Linked DNA regions of Hordeum vulgare: region 1 is linked to region 2. The links are chromatin contacts, called in public Hi-C maps. All regions are on one chromosome and are shown on one strand. Each heading gives the region's core, a stretch centred on a gene start, on an enhancer-like site or on the middle of the called end of the contact. The rest is flanking DNA. Distances are from core to core; before and after follow the strand shown.

What was found. A called contact is a pair of places that touch in the nucleus more often than the background predicts.
Region 1: a contact with region 2 is called in a Hi-C map of leaf, with 4 times the contacts expected there. The contact joins the promoter of LOC123453186 here to the promoter of LOC123451875 in region 2. A contact is called at or near these places in 2 of 6 Hi-C or Micro-C datasets (leaf and seedling) and 1 of 1 datasets of contacts at active chromatin or transcription factors (embryo).

The regions. Positions count from the first base shown.
Region 1 is chr5H:104,608,772-104,615,770 of MorexV3_pseudomolecules_assembly, forward strand. It overlaps LOC123453186 (solute carrier family 40 member 2, chloroplastic), which reads left to right and starts at 5,208. Exons shown (of 14, transcript XM_045129961.1): 1 at 5,208-5,592; 2 at 6,140-6,350; 3 at 6,432-6,495; 4 at 6,817-6,941. The coding sequence starts at 5,468.
Region 2 is chr5H:104,289,384-104,296,426 of MorexV3_pseudomolecules_assembly, forward strand. LOC123451875 (nuclear export mediator factor Nemf) reads right to left here and starts at 2,853. Exons shown (of 14, transcript XM_045128422.1): 1 at 2,667-2,853; 2 at 1,379-1,491; 3 at 1,188-1,284; 4 at 961-1,085; 5 at 182-785; 6 at 1-31. The coding sequence starts at 2,771. It overlaps LOC123451877 (disease resistance protein PIK6-NP-like), which reads right to left. Exons shown (of 5, transcript XM_045128425.1): 4 at 6,980-7,043; 5 at 4,740-6,789. The coding sequence ends at 4,758.

The DNA of each region.
Region 1 (6,999 bases), core at 3,958-6,457, 320 kb after region 2:
TGGCATGCTAGCGCGCTCTGGCGCGTCCCGACCATGTCTGGGGGAGTCTGGGGGTGGAGTAGATGCTCTGTGGATTCTTGGGGCCGAGGGGAATCAAGCTGGTCAAAAAGAGGAGTGGTAAACAGGTGCTCTCAGCATTGATTCAGGTGGTAAATTGGGGATTTTGGCTCTCTCTCATTGAACTGGTGCTGGATCTCTCGGCTGCAGCTGTGGGGAGGCACATGCAACGTGTGACACAGTTTGGAGTGGAGGGAGTAAGTGTTAGGGGTGCTAGTTGCTGGTTTTCCAAACTGGCAGAAGGCGTTTGATGCTGGTTTGGGGGAGTTAACCTCCTCCAAAAGCATTGAGAGTTAACGGGATTTGATGATGGACAAATTTAGGAGGCTTTACCAAATTTGAGCTCAATTGAGCAAGTTTGACAATGTAAACTTGGAAATACCCAAAAATAGGCAGATTTGCAATCTTGTGGGCAAATGTGATCAGATCAACTCCCACAAATGTAATTCTTCGCATGCCCTCCAGATTTGGGGTTTTGAACACTCCTGCAAAGTTTGATACCAATTGGAGAAACTTGGCAATGTAGAGTTGTTCCAACTTGGTTTTGGACAGAAAGGTTTTCTGGATTATTTGGTGAACCAAACCACCTTGGATGGGGGTGAAACTTGGCATGATCATCACATATAGCATGTGGGACATGCGAGAATTTTCTTGGAATTTATTGAGAATATTTCCTTTGGAAATATTTCAAAAGACCAAAACAGACAAAAATGGTCTTCAAGGGTTTAGTCCAATATTTTGAACATGACAAGAGGTTGAAACTCTTACGTATGGACAATACATGTCCTTAGGGTCTTCCTAAATTTTATCAGATTTTTCTAAGGCAGGAAAAGAATTCACCATGAAATACCATTTCTGGCCTTAGAAAAGGGCATATAAGTAAAATGGAAAAATAACTTTAAAAATAATTATTTTATGGTTTTGGGGAGCTATATTAATATTAGAATCAGAATACAATCTTTGGGTAAAAGCACTCCCCTTTAGTTAGGGATAATTCCCAAAGCAGGGGTTTGAAGCTACAAAAATAAATAAAAAGGATTTTTGTAGAAATAATATTTTATAAAAAATTGTTCTTAGTGATCTACTCACAAGCACACATACAAGCAATGAAAATCAAGACACTTATAACACTTACTTAATTATTTTTTAATTTATTCCAAATTTTAAAAAGAAAACAATAGCGGCAAAGTGGTGCAAAAAGAGGGTGTGACATTGGGTTTCTCCACGAGTGTCCAAACTTCATTCGTCTCGAAGTTGTGTAGCTCTTCATGCATGGCATTCACCCAATCCAAGTCGGGCATGATCTCCATTGTCACCGACACCACACCATGATCTCCATCATTATGCTGCCATCAAGGTTGTCGCGCCATCTATGCTTGTACTACTATTGCTACTGATTTAGCGATAAAGTAAATGATCGGTAAACGCTAAAAAATTAAAGACAACCCTATGGCTCCTATCGGTTGCCGTAGCATCGGCATGCAAGTCGATATTAACTATTACAACATGATCATCCCATACATCAAATATATCACATCATGTCATTGGCCATATCATATCACAACATAGCCTGCAAAAACAAGTAGACATCCTCTAATTTGTTGTTGCATGTTTTATGTGGCTACTATGGGTATCTAGCAAGAACACTCCTTACCTATGCAAAAACCACAATGGTGATATGCAAGTTGCTATTTAATCTTCTACAAGTACCGCGTGTGTTGAATCTGATTCAACTAAAGTAGGAGAGACAGACACCCATCAGCCATCTTTATGTAACAAGTTACATGTCTATCGGTGGAACCGGCTCGTACGCGGACGAGTAAGGTTGGTCCGGGCCGCTTCATCCCACAATACTGTTGAATCAAGAAAAGACTAAGGAGGGCAGCAGTCTGAATATCAACGCCCACAAAATCCTTTGTGTTCTACTCGAGATGTCATCTACGCATAGACCTAGCTCAGGATGCCACTGTTGGGGAACGTTGCATGGGAAACAAAAAATTTCCTACGCACATACAAGATCTATCCATGATGATAGCAATCTACGAGAGGAGAGATCAGATCCACATACCCTTGTAGACCGCTAAGCAGGAAGCGTTAAGAAACGCGGTTGATGTAGTCGAACATCTTCGCGATCCAAATCGCAAGCCATCCCGCGACCCAATCACGATCTAGCGCCGAACGGAAGACACCTCCGTGTTCAGCACACGTACACATCAATGACGATCTCTGCCTTCTTGATCCAGCAAGATGGAGCAGAGAGGTAGATGAATTCTCCAACAACACGACAACATGGTGGCGGTGTTGGTGGAGCTGATCTGGCAAGGCTTCGTCGTGCACTACCAAATCAAACTATAGGTGGACGAACTAGTGGAGGGAGAGAGAGCTGCGCCGTGGCTTGGGGTCGGCTGCCTCTCTCCTCTCCACTATATATATATATATATATATATAGGAGGGAGGCAAGAGGTGGCGCCCTAGGGAAAATCTCTAGGGTTGGCCGGCGGCGCACAAGAGGAGGAGTCCTCCTCCTCCAATTCGGTTTGGTGGAGGCATTAGGAGGACTCCTCCTCCTAGTCAGTTCCTCCCCACCTCCTTAATTCGGGCGCATAGGCCCATGGGGCTAGCCTCCCATCCCACCAGGGGCTGGCGCGCCACCTCTTGGGCCTATGTGGCCCTCCGGGGTGGGTGGCCCCTCCTGGTTAACACCCGGAGCCCATTCGTCACTCCCGGTACTTTATCGGTAGTACCTGAAACCTTTCCGGAACCCATATACCTCTTTCCTATGTATCAATCTTCGTCTTTGGATCACTCTAGAACTCCTCGCGACGTCCGGGATCTCATCCGGGATTGTGAACAACCTTCGGTTACCAACATAATTCAACTATACCGAAACGTCACCGAACCTTAAGTGTGCACACCCTGCGGGTTCGAGAACTATGCAGACATGACCGAGACACTCTCCGGTCAATAACGAACAGCGGGACCTGGATGCCCATATTGGCTCCTACATATTCTACGAAGATCTTTATCGGTTGAACCTTGATGTTGAGGATTCAGTTAATCCCGTATGTTGTCCCCTTTGTCCATCGGTATGTTACTTGCCCGAGATTTGATCGTTGGTATCTCCATACCTAGTCCAGTCTCGTTACCAGCAAGTCTCTTTACTCGTTCCGTAATACAAGATCATGTGACGAACTCTTTAGTCACATTGCTTTCAAGCTCATTGTGATGTTGTATTACCGAGTGGGCCCTAGAGATACCTCTCTGTCATACAGAGTGACAAATCCCATTCTCGATTCATGCCAACCCAACAGACACCTTTGGAGATACCTGTAGAGCACCTTTATAGTCACCCAGTTACATTGTGACGTTTGATACACATAAGGCATTCCTCCAGTGTCTGGGAGTTGCATGATCTCATGGTCATAGGAACAGATACTCGACATGCAAAAAACAATATCAATAAACTGACATGATCATATGCTATGTTCATAGTTTGGGTCTTGTCCATCACATCATTCTTCTGATGATGTGATGCCGTTATCAAAGGACAACTCTTGTCTATGACCACGAAACCTTGACCATCTTTGACCAACAAGCTAGTCCATTAGAGGCTTACTAGAGACAGTGTGTTGCCTATGTATCCACACATGTATTTTGAGTTTCCAATCAATACAATTCTAGCATGGATATTAAACGATTATCTTGAACAAAGAAATATAATAATAACTATTTTGTTACTACCTCTAGGGCATATTTCCAACAACAAGGACATGGACAAAATATACAAGATGCCCTTCCATAAATTTTGGTTTAGCGATTGCTAAGGCACGGTGTCCTCGCACGTTCGCAGTCAGATCGTCAAAGTCCACTCCACCAAAAATAATAGTCACCATCTCATCGAAAGACGGGGCACCTTCACCTCTATCATCTTGCCTCTCCAATAGCCAATAACTTTTATGCGTCATGCAAAGTTGGTTCTCTCGGATACTCTCCTCCAAACACCTACACCATGGTGAGGGCAAACCTCAAAGTAGATTTGAGGCATGTGCTCTCCCTCATCCGGACCATGTCACCAACGACGTGTAAGGAAGTACCAAATGCAAGAATCCTCAGAGCAGTCGTGCATTTCTGCTTAGCAGAGAATGAAAGTTCTGTGCAGCAATCCCTCGTGAGCTTTAAGTAGTCATCGTGTGCCTCCACTCCCTTCATAACTCGCAAAAACAATGGTTTGCACATACATAGACGACGACGAAACCATGTACCATCCGGGGTAGTTGGGTTTGGAGCAAAGTAGTCCTTGTACAACATCCATGCTCCAGAGACCCTATCCCGATTAATAACTCTTCTCCCTTTTACCGAGCATTTGAAGTTGAGAATGTGCTCCACCTCCCGTCCATTTCCTGTTGGATGTTCATGAGCATGACCATTTCGACTTCATCGTATGAATTCGATAAATCAAATGCCTCATTTTGAACCATTTCATCAATCTCCGTCGGTCCATACTGTTTGTTCGATGAACCGGAATCCATCGTTCTGCCTATGGGAAAATCACCAAAAAACTAGTCGGACAATGTGCCGAACACAAAGAGGGCAAGGTGCGATTTGAGAGTTGGCACACGTAGCACGGTGGCGTCCGAGCCGACGACAATGTCCGCGACGACGAGCATGGATGGGAGGAATGTTGCGCCGGTGCTGGCGGCACTGAGGCTAATAACGACAGCAAAGTTAGGAGACATCCGACGCGGAGGAGGCAGAAGAAAGGAGAGGAACAAATGAAATCGGATAGGTCACGGGAGGGAATTTGATGCATTTTTTGTTGGGTCAGGCTCTCAGGTCCTACGCCGCCCGATTGTCGCACACCCATTCTAAATTTAAGTTGGGTATATAAATGATATGGCTAGTCCAGTTATTTAAGGCTAATTTAAGACATTTTTGTATCACTTTTTTTCGGGTGTTCGTTCAATTGTTCGAAGGTGGTTTGATGTTTTAAGCACCGGATAGACGGAGGGAGGAAAATAAATTTGGCGTCTCAAAATAGTGACATGCGGCTGCCTTCCCGGTCACAAAGAACCTCATTTGAAAACAAACATCAGAGGCAATAGAAAAATCCTCACCCGTTCCATTAAAAACCGGACGGCGATTATGCCTCCGGTTATCCCCTCCCACATCCTCTTCCCGTTCTCTCCCAGCTGCCTCAGTTGCCAACTTGGCGCTCCCTTCTCTCTCTTCTTCTTCTCCCTCCTCCTCCGCCCCTTCTTCCACCTCAACCTCATCAGGATAAGGTAGCCAGGGGTAAGGCACGCTTCCAGAAGCTCCTGCCGGGCCCAATCCCGCCGCCGGCGCCCGGTCCTTGAGAGGCTGCATGCATGAGTAGTCGCGCCGCCGCCGCCGCAGCAGCAGCAGAGGAGCCATGGGGATGGTTACCGCTGCCGCCCTTCTCGCCTCATCGCCGCAGACGCCGCTCGTCCGCGGGTATCTCACCGGCCTGCCGAGGCTGCGCCTGAGGCCCTCCTCCCCCTGCGTCAGCGCGCTCAGGTGACTGCTTGCTGGCCGCTTTGCGTTTGAAATTGTTTAATGTGCTCTGGAGGGTTGATAAGCTTGGTTTTATGTACGCTTGACGCGAATTACACGCGGAAGTTTAGCATGAAAATATTTAGCCGGGGAACGGATTGAAAGGATGCAGATGTTTCCTACTTTGGATTATTGGTTTGTTATGGCATTCTCGATGTTCAAGAGATAAGTTCAAGTCAGGGCAGATTTAGGCTTCTCCGAAAGCTTGGTATAGGAACTAGCAAATGCAGGTGGCGTTGGCACTTCACCTATGGGCTAATCTATTATTTAGTAAATGACAACAACGGAGTTTGTAAGGAAGAGTGTACATTGTTAATGTGATGAGTATTTTCTTGTCAGTATGTTTTTGCTTGAGCATGCGTGCTGATTCATATGTTATATTTCAGATCATCCACAACTGAATTGGCAAAAAATTAATAGGTTGATGTATGCCAAGCTAGTGGATTGACGTTGCTTTTGTTCTTGAGTTGCAGTGTTTCAATTTTCAACTAACATGTTAGTATTTTTCCAGGTCAAACAATTTTGTTCAAAGGTGTTACATAGCAAATGTTGAGGTTGATGTTAGCAATGTAAATAAGGAAGAGTCGGCTTTCGATGATCATCCATCATTACCGCCAGGCTGCTCTATTCCAGTTGTCAATATCCTAGGAGATGTTCTAGATTCTAGTCCTTTTCCACCACATGATAGTACTCAGCACCATGCTGATTTTGAGGAGCTGCCGGTATGGATTTTCTTTCCTCCACCATGGTCTTCGTCAAATAGTTTTGTTTTGCCTTCTTCTGACAGTCTGTTCAAAATTCAGGTCTTATCTGAAGGAGAGCAACAAACATTGGCCGCCACTCCAGCTCACCCTGCTGGACTATATGGTAAAGGCATTTTCATGGCACCACAGTTGGATTATCTTTATATACTGTTTACACTTTACGCGCTAAGCCATGCAGTTAATAGTTAACAATGTTGTTGAAATATGGGTTCATTAACCAAAGTATCGGCTATTGTAATATTTGATAATTTGCAGATAATTAATGTTTTCAGTTTTCAACTCCTAGCATGTGACAAGCAGGCATACCTACCCCTAGTGATTTTTTAAAATCTTTTTAGAAAATAAATAAAAATAACTGATGGGCAAGCCTCCCGACAATCCATATATCATGGAACTTAATACCCCTTTAACATCATGTATGCAGCTCTCTATGCTAGCTACTTGTTTGGTAACCTTGTGGAACAACTCTGGAATTTTGCTTGGCCTGCTGCCCTGGCAATTCTTCATCCAAGCCTATTGCCTGTGGCTATTGTTGGTTTCTTCGGAAAGGTACCCATCGCTGTGCTAAATTCAAGAGATGTTAGTAGAATCAACCATCTAAATTATT
Region 2 (7,043 bases), core at 1,603-4,102:
TCAGCAGGATAGGGCAATATTCATCATATACCTGTGTACAAGAACAAATAAAATAGTAAGTACCTTGACATGGGATCCACCATATCAAATGCAAATATACTGCTACCTAAATATAGGTCTGCAACAGACATCACTAACGAACAAAACAAAAACAAAAACACAGGAATAATAATAGATTCACCTTCTGGTTAATAGAAGACCCTTCTGATGATGTGACATTCTTCTTTGCGGTCATCTTATTCTGCATGAGTATGTACCCCTCGGGGATCCTTTGGCCAGAAATGATATTTACAAGCCAGTCCTCAAACCTTGTAACAGATTCTACTAGAGACTGAATAGTATGATCATCAAGACTGGTCTCTGGATCTTTCCCAATCTTTGTACTTGGAAGCAACCCAGCATCTAATATGATATGCTCCGCTAGTGCTGGGCCATAAGGCAATGCCTCCCCAATAAGTGTCTTCAGAGTAGCTCTATTTGATTGAGTGCCATTACTCGCTTTAGCATCTGAACCTGACTGCTTAATTTTTGCAGCAGACTTCTTTCCTGTTCTATTAGCTGGCTCTTCCAATTTATCGGTAGCAGGCACTCCATCATTGGCGGATTCAGAAGGCTGCTGAGCATCAGCTGAACTAGGTGTAACTTGGGAAGATTCTTTATCATCGACTGTATTAGACAGCTTCAGTGTGTCTTTTAACTTTGTAAAGTCAGTCCTTTCAAAGGTACGGCAGGCTTCTACTGGATAGCGATGCCGTGACATGATAGCCAATCCTTTGTTGTCATCTCTGGAAGTTTTACAGTAGAAGATAAGTAAAATAAACAAATAGTAAGCTTAAGAATTTAAGAGAATAATCGAATTCTCGGATTGCAAACGTATAATCGACGTTTTCTTGTCCTAAGTCGTCACTTGTGCAACAGCCCATGAGAACGAAAATAGTACTGCACGAATTAGACAATAACCTGTGAGAACGTAGTAGTGTCATCACTGTGTATTCCGAATCTGTGAGAATGATATTTCCTTGTGCATACAGCTCAAGAATTATAAAATGTGCATTACTGCCAAGTCCAAATTGAAAGAGGATCATCTGCAGTTCAAACCAAGACATCATTAAACGGCTGAACCCTCAGCAAGTACAATTCCGCTGTCTTCAAAGGATATTCAAGAGCAAATGAAATGTGAGGAGTACCCTATCATATCCCAGCATACGAACATCTTCAAGCCTCTTGCCACGAACATGTTTCCGCAGCTTGAGAGTGAACCCAGAAGGTGTGGTGCTCTTATCACTGAAAAATAGGGACAAAAGGAGATTTGTACATTAATGTTCTGAAACAGTGACATCAGATAAATATATACCAACAACGGTCAGCAGCATCTCACCGAACATATTGAGTGGTGTGCAGCCTGACACCACTTTCCATCAGCAACAAAACCTTCTCACTCTCCCCTGACTCGGTGATTCCACTGCTGTTCATCAGCTTGAAAAGATAAGTCTGTACAAGCACAAAAAGGCTTATGTAAAACATCACCTAGTACATATCAAAAGCAGATACGGCATGCAAGATTGCTAGAGCTTGAATGCATTCCACTAGAAGGGAGATGGTGCACTGGATTTCCAGCAGTTTCTTGGTGGAAACAGAAAGTTTAAAAAGAACATCTGGTCCGCCAAAAGCAAATTTATTCCAGAAAAGGAGATGATGCACTGGAATGCCAGCAGTTCCTCCGTGGAAACAGCATATATTAAAAAAAGAAAACATTGGTCCTCTAAAAGCAGAAGACAACACAGCAATCTAATATCCCAATGAATTGCATGAAATGTGTACCAGCAGTCATTTAACACGACAGTCAGCCTATAGCACCATGAGTAACCAATTTGGTGATTTTCAAAACAGAAATTTCAGAGACTAAGACAATCAAATATTTTCACAATCCAACACAAGGCAACCTCACAGAACTGTGGAATCATCATCAGGGCAGCAACCCTACCCCCAACTGTTTGTCCCATTTCCTTTCTAAATACAGTAATTTGTTTGTTGGAACCTAGTCGTACCAGTGCTAAAGTGGACTACACAAAGCATTCTGGTACCAATCCAAGTTCTGCCAAGTCAGAGCATAGCCCCCCGGGAAGCCACGTAGAAAACTACGCAAGCCTCCCAACCTGATCGCCGTGTGCCGCATCTACCTCTACTCACCTTCCTGGCGGCAAATAGCACGGCGAATCTACCCAATTTGGAAATTTTGACAACAGAATTTTCAGAGACCAAGACAATCAAATATTTACACATCCAACACAAGGCAACCTCACGGCACCCAGAATCGCCATCAGTGCAGAATCACCATCAGGTAAGCAATCCTACCCCGAACTGTTTGTTCAGATTCCTTACCAAATAGAGTAATTCGTTTGTTGAAACCTAGTGAACCCAGTGCTAAAATGAACTACACAAAGCTTTCCAGTACCAATCCAAGTACCGCCAAATCAGAGCATAACCAACCAAGCCACGTATCTAAACCTACACAAGCCTCCCAACCTGATCGTCGTGCGCCGTATCTACTCGCCTCCCCGGGAGGCCGGGTATGCCGCTAGTCTTCCGTAACCTAGGGTTTGACGCGGGCGGAAGAGCAGGGAGAGGAAGGAACGGCGATGCGGCGCGGGGACTGGACGACCAACCTTGGGGGTGATGTCGTAGACGTTGGAGAGGCGCATGCCGATGAGGCGGCGGAGGCACTTGACCTCCGCCGCCACGTCCGCCGTCGTCATCCGCGCCTTCACCATCTTCGCCGCCGCAGCTGATGCCTTCCTGTCTCCTTCCTTGCGGCCGAGGTTGTGGTGTTCTCTTCTCCCTTTTGCCTTCAACCTCCACTCGTCGCGTCGAGTTGTAAGTGTGCGCTCCCTCACTGGGCCGTCTTGGGCTTACAGAGGTACCAACGCACGGCTCTCTTAGGCCCATATTATCGTCTCATTGGGTGGCCCGGCCACTGATATCCTATATTATCGTCTCATTGGGTGCCCCGGCCACTGATATGCTTCTGTCTCGTTGGGTAGCGCGGCCGCTGGCCCATTTTGCTTACCATTGCAAATCTATCCATTGAAATTACAGTTTGAATTTTATTTTTTGCTAGAGAAGTTTGAATTGTAATTTTTAACACATTTGAATTGTAATTTGTGTCTGGATTAGCAATGGATCCAGCTATGTAACCTTCGTTCTAATGATAATAACTTAAAAAATAAATTTATTTTAAAAATGGTAAAATTATGTTGTCTGTTCGCTAAAGAAAAACTTCATTGATGGCAGGCTATTGTTTTGCTATGGTTGAAACGCAAATAGAATGATTGATCAGTGGAATATTTCCCTCCGTTTTCATGTTATTGGGTTGCATACAATCATCAAGGGGTATGTATACGTCATGTACTCCCTCTGTACCTAAATAATTGTAGTTGGAGAAAACTAGACTCTAGTTCTCACTAACTACAATTATTTAGATACAGAGGGAGTAATTAATAGTAGTTTCCACTGGGTAAGTATAAAATTGTACGTAGTCATTAAAGTCTCGGAAATAACAAGGCTGTTACAAAACTAATGTTATCATGTTCAAACTCTAGCATGAGTTAATGTTATGAGATGGAACTGGAAGTCGACAAGGGTTTCCGCCAACCCATCCCAACCAAAAGAACAGAACTGGAATTACAGGCCATTTACGTTTCGCATCAATCGGTCCATTTTCCCGCAGATGTAGGAGCAACTTCCAGTGTTCCAGATGGGGTCTTCGAGCATTCCCATGGAAATCATGGCAACGGCGCAGCGAGTTTCAGCGTCTCAGAATGAATGCCCTTCATGAACCCTGCAGATGAAACTAGGCTAAGTGAGAATTTGTTTCCTAACAATACCATGAATAACCGGCAGACTGAGAACGATGAAATTTTACTATGAATCAACTAGTAATGATAAGATCTTACTTAAATTGGCAGTAGCAGAATGTAACATCAAGTGGTGGAAAAGATGTGTGTGGATAATGAATGAATGGGAAGACAAAATACTGATAAAACACTAGTAGCACCAACATCAAAGCAATCCCGTGATAGCTTACTAAACCGTCTGATTGCGGACAATCCTTGCACCATTCAGGAAGGCTTTGTTCGGTTACACCCCCTTTCAAAGGGATTAGAGGGGATTTTGACTTGTAGCGGACGTAATCCCCACCAATCCCTGCCAAATCCCCTCCGTTTCCCCACCAACCGAACAAGCCCGAAGTGGGAAGACATACTATGATGAGGTTTCTCAGAAGAAGAAGAAAAGATACATATGATGCACAAGTAGCAGCCACCGATCTGATTTCTCAATGAATTAAAAATTGCATTGAATCTGAAACAGTAATTAACAAAGAATCAATCTATATTTATTTAAGATTTCATATGGCAGCAATCCATATATAAATTGTGCAGGTTCATCAGTGTGTATTTCTCCATGCAAAAGTAGTCAAATGCAGAAGTAAAAAAAAATACACTATTCTATGAAACTAGCAGGCTTCATTGGCAAGAAAGCTGCAAAATATCCAAGAGGTAAGGATGGAAGATCAAGGATCCCGAACATAAATGTATCCAAATGTAAGCACCAAAAAATGTGTGTTTTTCATGCTCATCTTACATTCCTAATCCAGTCTGTACTCCTCTAATAAATACCCAAACAGTAATATAACTGAAATATACAGCAGTTGTGGCATGTGAAAATGAATAGTAGTACCTCAATGATGTGTTACACACTCAATTGTCAGCATCAACCTCCTCCTCTACCAGTTTATGCTCCCCATCCTTAACAATCTCTTCTTCATCCCATCTACTCACTTCCAGAGTGAGCTCATCTGAAAGACAGCCAGCCGCATTCTTGACAGCATGCTCCAAGGCCTCCACCTCCCTAATGTTTGCGCCATAACAAACTATCTCGATGTGGAGATGCTTGAGCGAATACAGATTCTGGATGCCGAAATCAAGATCACCACTCAAAGGGAACACACCATGCGCATTAAATGGAACCCGGAGGTTCTCAAGCTCCGGCATGGCTCCTGCTTCAAACATCAGCCCTGTCCTGCTGTCCCAGCAAGTGAAGTAGAATTCTTTCAGGTATCGGAATCCATTATTGTTGATAATGATCCTTTCTATAGGTCTTGCTGTTCTTGAAGTTATCCAGAGAAATAATAGAGAGGGCAGGTTACCAAGGACTCGGAATGTTTCCTCGTCCACTGGATTGACATAGATGCCTAGGTAAGAGAGGTGCTCAAGTGAGGCTACCCACTTTGGGATTATGGGGAAATAGTAGTTAATGGACATCTCAAATCTCTGGAGTAGATGAGGAGGAGGAAACCAAGAGTCAATTAGGAAATCAAGGGAACAAGAATGGTAGCTCTGAATTTGTATGGAACGAAGGTTGAGCATGCCTAGTTTGCAGAGGGACATGACCAAGTTATCTTCACGAGCTTTCATGCCACTGTTTGTACTACTTATGTGCCAATTCAGGTTCAGCTCAAGTATTCTTAGTTTGGTCAGACTGCCCAGCTCCAGCAAAGAGGTCAGACAGGTCTTCTGGTTGATTTCAATCTCTGATAATTCCCGTAGAGCTCGCATATTCCCAATCCCTTCGGGCAACTCTGCACTGTTAACTAAAAGGCATGTCAGTTGCTGCAGTTGAACAATACTAGCTGGCAACTTCTTTACCCATGACCATCTTAAGTCTAAGGTCTGTAAATTCTGCAACTCTCCAAGTTGTTCAGGAAGTGCAGTGATTCTTCTAACATTGAGTCGAAGGTACTTCAGCTGAGAAAGCCTGCTTATGTGTTTAAGATATTTGTGTTCCAACACCTCTCTATTTTCTATATCTAACACTCTTACGGATTGAAAGTTTGTAAGAGAAAGCATGTGTTCAGCTTCAGCACATCCAAAGATAGTGAGGGATCTAACATGAGAAACAATCATGTTCGATGGTACCATAGTATGTTCTTGAGCATGATAGTTCAGGGATAGTCGACGAACCTTATCATATGGAAGTGAGTTAAGTTTTTTGTCACCGGATAAGGTTACAAAATTTTCTTCAATTGACTTGGATATAATTAGGTCGAGAATCATATCATGGACACGGCAAGCATCAGCTCGACCATCATACTGGATTTCAACTGGTTCAATCAAGCTTCTGTTTATAAGATCGCTGAAATAGCCTTCTCCTACTTCCTCCAGATCCTGTCCACCTTCTACAATGATAAAACCTTCTGCGATCCATCTCCTTACCAGTCGATCCCTCTTGATCACATAATCTTCAGGGAATATACTTAGATATAGCAAACATGTCTTCAAATGGTAGGGAAGATCATTGTAACTAAGGAACAATATCTTCTTCATCTCTTCCATGTCTAAATCCTTTTCAAGTGCTGAACCAAGAGAATTCCGTATCCTCAGCCATTCTTCTTTGGTACTAGCTTTATTTGCCAATAAGCTAGCTACTGTAATGATTGCCAATGGCAAGCCACCACATTTTTTTAATATTTCATCTGAAACTTCCCTCAGTTGAAGAGGGCATCCACCTTCAGAGCCAAACGCTCGTTTGAAAAATAAGCTCTTAGAGTGAGTTGCACTAAGAGGCTTTATTTCATACATATGATCATAGTGCTGAGAGCTACAATACTTGGCTACGGTGATGATACGCGTTGTTGTAAGTATTCTGCTGGATGAACTATTTTCAGGAAAAGCACATTTGATTGCTCTCCATACTGGTGTGCCCCATATATCATCGATTACTATGAAGTACCTATCACAAACTTTACAAGTTAAAACATGTATTCCTAAAGCTACAACTGATGAAGCAGTAGTAAGCAAAGTGTACATATATTATCCTACGGATAAAGTTGATGTTCATACATATGTATAATAAATTAGTGATGACACCACATGCATATTAGACCAAAATAAGATTGTCATGAGTAAATAAGGTTGCATACCTTTTATGCTTGAGGAACTGTCTTATTGTGTTGATGAGTTGCTGCTCATTCCATGCTTGATTGC